Regions from separate parts of the Mus musculus genome. Here region 2 is linked to region 1. The links are chromatin contacts, called in public Hi-C maps. All regions are on one chromosome and are shown on one strand. The core of a region is the stretch at or near the end of the contact, and the rest is flanking DNA. Distances in the headings are between cores, read along the strand shown. Region 1 has its middle 23 kb from the start of Gm39336. Region 2 holds the start of Timm8b (translocase of inner mitochondrial membrane 8B).

Evidence for each region. A called contact is a pair of places that touch in the nucleus more often than the background predicts.
Region 2: a Hi-C map of Th2 cells shows a contact between it and region 1, with 2.1 times the contacts expected there. The contact joins the promoter of Timm8b here to the enhancer-like site in region 1. A contact is called at or near these places in 4 of 484 Hi-C or Micro-C datasets (the Ba/F3 cell line, Th1 cells, Th2 cells and 1 more), 1 of 115 datasets of contacts at active chromatin or transcription factors (effector CD8 T cells) and 1 of 9 other capture datasets (pancreatic islet).

Annotation. Positions count from the first base shown.
Region 1 is chr9:50,323,211-50,326,310 of GRCm38.p6, forward strand. No RefSeq gene overlaps it. Among named protein-coding and RNA genes, the nearest start is that of Gm39336, 23 kb to the left of the region's middle. Within about 2 kb of position 1,706, at least 28 of the 459 cell types and tissues checked have an H3K27ac peak or open chromatin away from gene starts, as enhancers often do. A contact at or near this core is called in Th1 cells, Th2 cells and effector CD8 T cells, where this site is marked.
Region 2 is chr9:50,602,209-50,605,314 of GRCm38.p6, forward strand. Timm8b (translocase of inner mitochondrial membrane 8B) reads left to right here and starts at 1,693. Exons shown (of 2, transcript NM_013897.2): 1 at 1,693-1,831; 2 at 2,725-3,106. The coding sequence starts at 1,748. The coding sequence ends at 2,892. It overlaps Sdhd (succinate dehydrogenase complex, subunit D, integral membrane protein), which reads right to left and starts at 1,641. Exons shown (of 4, transcript NM_025848.3): 1 at 1,530-1,641. The coding sequence starts at 1,581. Nkapd1 (NKAP domain containing 1) reads right to left here. Exons shown (of 6, transcript NM_212449.2): 6 at 3,032-3,106.

The sequences.
Region 1 (3,100 bases), core at 456-2,955:
ATGTGACTGCTTGTTTCCAAAAACTAACTTACCTACATTGAGATTAAAGGTACTAAGGGTGTGTGTGTGTGTGTGTGTGTGTGTGTGTGTGTGTGTGTGTGAGTGTGTGTGTGTATTCCAGTGAGAGGGATTAAAGATGTGTCATTCGAGTTGGATCACACAGATCTAGAAGGTCTTTGGATGTGATTTCTTGCCAGCGTAGCCATGTTGGTGGATTAAAATTCCTCTACATAGATCTAAACAATTGGTGTAAATGTCATTGCAAACAAATTTAAATGTCAGAGCAAAGACTTGAAAGAGAATCTATATAACATAAGTATAATGTTTTAAAATCAACATCCTTGTTTATACTAAATAAGGTGGTAATTTGGGACAGTAAGAAGAAAACAATGTTGTCTGTGGAAGAAAGTATACTTATGTCAGATTTACTTTCTAATATACCATATGCCCTGGTTACCCTTAACTAACAACTTGACACAGCTTAGAGTCATCCAAGAGAGAAGCCTCAACTAAGCAATTTCCTAGATCAAGTTGGCATGTATCAATGTCTAAGGAGGATTGTCTCAACTATTAGTTGATGTAGAAGGGACCAGCCCACTGTAGGCAGTGTCCTTCCTTAGGAAGGAGGTCCTGGGCTAGTAAAATAAAAAAATTAAAAAGTAAAATAATAATAATAATAATAATAATAATAATAATAATAATAATAATAATAATAAAGAGCTAGGTAAGCATGGCCTATTGAGCAAGCAGTGTTCCTCCATGGTATCTGCTTCAGATCCTAGCCCAACTTCCTGCCCTGACTTCCTTCAGTGATTAATTGTGACCTGAGAGTGTAGGCCAAATATAAACCCTTTCCTCCTTGAATTGTTTTTGGTCAGGGTAAAACACCGAATGAAACTAGGACATCATAGTCAAAAGTATGATTTTATTTGTTATTTTATCATCAATAGAGATGGACATTTCCATTTGGGCAATAACAATATCTAATAAGTTAATTCAATACTCCTGCTAGAAACCACCAAAAATACCAGAAAGATGGCTGTTGACTCTTTCTTTAAATCCAAGAAGGCCAGACAACATACTAAGAAATTACCACACTAAAGTATAATTGAGAATGAATTTCCCTGGCCAGGGAAATTGAGCAAAAAGCAGTGTTTGTCCTGAGGGCATGTCTCTACTAACCCGAGCTCCAGTTTAGATCCAGTTCAGTGACTGAACTGGGTGGAAGGAGCAGGAAGTATTTCAATTCACACGGATACTTCTTGTATGAAATAGCCTCTTCCAGATAAGAGTGAGCTCAGAAAAAACCCTTCCTCCCCACCTCATTCTTACCACAAGCACCCTGAGACACCAATAGGAGAGCTATTAGTCAGAACCACGGGGAGAAGATGAAACTAAAAACACGCCTGAGAAACTGTAAGCACACAAACCGCCATCAAATAGATTTGTAGCTTTGTGAGGGACAAAAAAAAAAGGAAAGAAAAAAAGTCCTCAGGACATGGATTTAAATTACTGTTTCTAGACCAGGAATTCCCTAAGGCATGCAATCGAACTAAACATGAGCCTTCTTTGAACAGCACACCTGCACAATGCCTCAAAGAATCTCTAAACATAATTTATTAGAGTACTACCACCCATATACTCAACAACAGGAAACCAGAGAGGCTGCTAACAGGCAGAAACTGATTCACAAACCTCAGATGCACTCAGTTGTTAGACTTCATTTTTTAAAAAATATTCAGTGATATAGGGCTCTGTGGTTAAGAGCTCTTCCAGAGCGTTCCAGATCCAACACACAACACCCACACGGTGATTCACCGCCACCTGTAACTCTAGTTCCAGGAGATCCATTGCCCCCTTCTGTCCTCCCTGGGCACCAATCACACATGTATACATGCAGGAAAATAGTCACACACACACAAAATAAAAATAAATATTTTCTTTTAAAAAAAAATCAATGATGAGGCTCAATGGAGAACACCTGCCTAGCATGTCCAAAGCTCTGGTTTCCATCAACACACATAAAAAGTTCAGCTGCCCTTATTGTATTGTATAAAAATGACCTTTTAAAAGAATATGTGCATTAAATCTCTACAACAAAATTATAAACTATTCCAGTTATAAAATATTTCAGCACCCTCTTTTGGTAACAATGCCTGGAAACATCTTGAAATAAACAACAGTGGATGGTTCTAGCCACTGACAAGCTGAGCTACGGGGGACAAGTGAGAGAAGACATGGGTTAGAAAGTAAGCCCTTATGGTTTGTATGTGCTTGGCCTAAGGAGTGTCACTATTAGAAGGTGTGGCCCTGGAGTAGGTGTGTCACTGTGGGTGTGGGCTTTAAGACTCATCTGAGCTGCCTGGAAGCCAGTCTTCTCATAACAGCCTTCAGATGAAGATGTAGAACTCTCAGCTCCTCCTGCACCATGCCTGCCTGGTTGCTGCCATGTTCCCACCTTGATGATAATGGACTGAACCTCTGAACCTGTAAGCCAATCCCAACTAAATGTTGTCCTTATAAGAGTTGCTTTGGTCATGGTATCTGTTCATAGCAGTAAAACCCTAAAACAGTAGTGCAGCATTTCAAAGGCAGTGCAGTGTTTCACACAGAGAAGAGGGAGAAAATCAGGAATTGTCAATATTTGAAATGATAGTGGTGGAATGTTGGTGAAAGTCACCAACAGACACATTTAAGAGTCCAAACTTCCCCAATAATAATGAAAAGCATGCATGCATATCCATCCCTGTGATACATAAACTAAAGAAGAGGGAAGAAAGCTACCTGACCACCAACTTCTTAGCTATAATGGTACCCAGGCCAAAAGGGAATAGCCAATGTATTGAAAACAAACAACTGCCAATCAAGAATTCAACTTCTGGCTGGGCAATGGTGGTGCACGCCTTTAATCCCAGCACTTGGGAGGCAGAGGCAGGTGGATTTCTGAGTTAGAGGCCAGCCTGGTTTACAAAGTGAGTTCCAGGACAGCCAGGGCTATACAGAGAAACCCTGTCTCAAAAAAAAAAAAAAAAAAAAAATCAACTTCTGGAAAAAAGAAAAAAAAAATACAAACTTCTTTCAAAAAAAAAAAAAAACCTGC
Region 2 (3,106 bases), core at 443-2,942, 280 kb after region 1:
TTGTCCCTTGCCCCATGACCTTGAACCTTTTGACCCTCCCATTTCCAGCACCAAGCACTAGAATCACCAGCCTGTGAAAGCAGGCCTGAGCTCGTTCTAGTCTTGCTTCTGTTAAGTGTGGCCTAAGCCATCTGCCACTTCCCAACTGTTCAGCTGTGGAACTGTTTTTCATACACCTCATGTCTGTTCCAACTAGTCATGATCGAATAACTCCACGCAGCTAATTCAAGTAATAACCAATAGCCAGCCAGGTAGTTCCCTCTATAAATCACCAAATCCTACTGACACAGCTCCTTAACACTTCCTGAGACTGCCTTCTTCTCCCTTTCCCTTCCAAGCTCAGGACTTCACCTGCCTGGCTGCCGCAGCGTGCTTATCTCATCTATCTCATCTCCATGACTTGGGTCGGAACCTCCTCTATCTCCACCAAGGTCATCCATCTACTACACTGTTACTAACCTAAGTCTAGGCTGAGGCTGAGGCTTGTATAGTCTGGCAACAGGGCACACGCTCAGCAAGCATGAGATGCTGGGCTCAAAAGGGAAAGATTGTGAGGGCAGGTGGTGCACCCCAGCTACTCTGGAGGCTGAGACAGGACAAGTTCCAGGGCAGCCTAAGCAACAACAGTAACAGCAAAAATAAACCAAGATTGTAAACCTATCAAACCTTTCGATCTTACTCCCAACCTGGGCAACAGAGAGACTGTATTTTCAAAAGAGAATAAAGTAAGTCCTGTGGCTTAGTTCCATTTTGCCTTTCTAGATTACACTTTGACTTTCACAGATATTACTGTATTTGTTCCATTTTATCGCACCCTGTGCATCTTTATAGCCCCTCACTTTGGTTTTTGCTGCTCTCGGTTACTATAGGATGTAATTCCCTGCAGAGCCAAGGCAGGTTAGTCCTTTCAAAGCAAGTACCCCAAACGTTCTCTGCACTCAATAATGTCTACATAACACAACAGGTTTTGCTTTACTTTGCCTGTAGCCCCCACACAAGAAGTTCTTCGAGGGTTGAAACTGTTTAATTCGTGTTTATATACTAGCCTCTTAGGCGCCTGGTATAGGTAAAATGCCTGGTTAAAATGATTATCGAAGCCCTGAGTGAGGGTGCACGGTTTTTATGGCAGCCCTCGGGAGCAGTCACGGGGCTCCCGGCAAGCTCTAGGTTAGTCTTGTCTACATGGCTAGATCGAGGAAGACAGCACTACACAGCAAGCCACTCAGAACAAATTATCAAACGGACTCCTTCCATCCACACTCAAATAGGAGTTTGTTTTCATATTAGCCCGGGGTCACAACCACAGTGCAGAAGCGGAAAGTACGAGCTGGGGACACCAGCCAGCACGTAAACACTTGGGCCTTTAGGCTATAGCGGTCAACGTTGCGTCCGCATAGGTGGTGCCTCGAGGGCACAAGAGCAAGTTCCCTCCTCTCAAGACGTCCCACCACCCAGCGGGCGAGCTCTAACTCCTTCCTCTCCCCTGCTTCAGCCTGCAGCAAGAACCTTTGATGGCCAAGACACCTCACCTCGAGCTCCTTGGCCACTGCAGAGAACGCCCAGCTTTAAGAGAACCGCCATGTCGCTTTCGAGGGCTCAAGGTCACTCTACAACCCGGAAACAGTTATGTAGTAAGTCCCGCCCCGCGTAAAAGAACGGTGAGGCAACCTGAAGCGTGAACCGGAAGGCAGGAGACGGTGCGCTGCCACCGCGCGTGCGCACCCCAGCGAAGCGCCTGACTCCGACAATGGCCGAGCTTGGTGAAGCGGACGAAGCGGAGTTACAACGCCTGGTGGCCGCCGAACAGCAGAAGGCGCAATTCACTGCGCAGGTACGAGGATGAGGAAGGAACAGGGGAAGGAGGGTGAGGCGCAGATCCCGGGCACTCACGGAGCTCTGGACACTGCGGCACAGCGGCCCCACTCGATCCGGGCTGCGCCTCCCGCCCCAGTGATCTACAGTGCTCAGTGCCCGGGAGGCAAGCGCTGCGTGGGAGGAAAGGGTTCGAAAACAGCGGAAAGGTTTGGGCCACAGGAGCATGCGGTTATTAGCTGGTCGCTGGTCGGGAATGGCACTCGGAATCTCTGGGTTCCGACCTTGGAGCACAGGTGCCTGGAGACAAGACACCCGTCCTCACCATGAGATCTGGGTTCGTTGTTGCCCGCTGCCTCTGCATTGGATAATGTGATGATGTATTTGTAAATGGTGATCATTATTAGAGAAAGATGAGCCCTGCAGCTATCAGTGTTGACTCATTTGGTGTGGGACAGCGTATTTCCTACTAGGGTTTTAACCGTTCAATCAAGATAACCTTGGAAGTACTGATAGCTATCAAGAACCGACAGGTTAATGTCCTGACTTCCTCTGATTTAATAGTACTGCTAGTTGCTTTGAGAATTGTGAAAGTATGAATCGTTGGTTTGAAGACAGGGTTTCTCTGTTAGCCTGGCTGTCTTGCAACTCCCTCTGTAGACCAGGCTGGCCTTAACTCTGAGATCCACCTGCCTCTGACTCCCAAGTGCTGGGATTAAAGACCTGCCCCATCATCTCTCTGCAAAAGAATGAGTTCTAATGAGAATTTACTGATCTGGGGCTGTTACTGGTGACAAAGTAAAGAAAGAGTAGTCCTGAAGTGATCCTACAATATGCTATTAAATATCACAGAATGATGAACTAAGATATCTCATACCCTAATGACTAAAAAAGGTTTTTCTCTGCCCTTAGGTGCATCACTTCATGGAACTATGTTGGGATAAGTGTGTGGAGAAGCCAGGAAGTCGGCTAGACTCCCGCACTGAAAACTGCCTCTCTAGCTGTGTGGATCGCTTCATTGACACTACTCTTGCCATCACCGGTCGGTTTGCCCAGATCGTACAGAAAGGAGGGCAGTAGGCCATACCTTAGAATGACAGAAGACCAAAAGACTTGTTACCAAGCAGATTGAATGGCCAGTGGTGAAAGACCTGCCAACCTGTCAGGTTAGCGTCAGGCAGTTACAAAGTCTGTTGGTGTTAAAAAGTAACAGAGCAAATGTTCAAAAGTGAAATTTTATTTATGGGAATTCAGTAATTCCAACTTGTATCACACCAGTTAATAAATGTGAAGT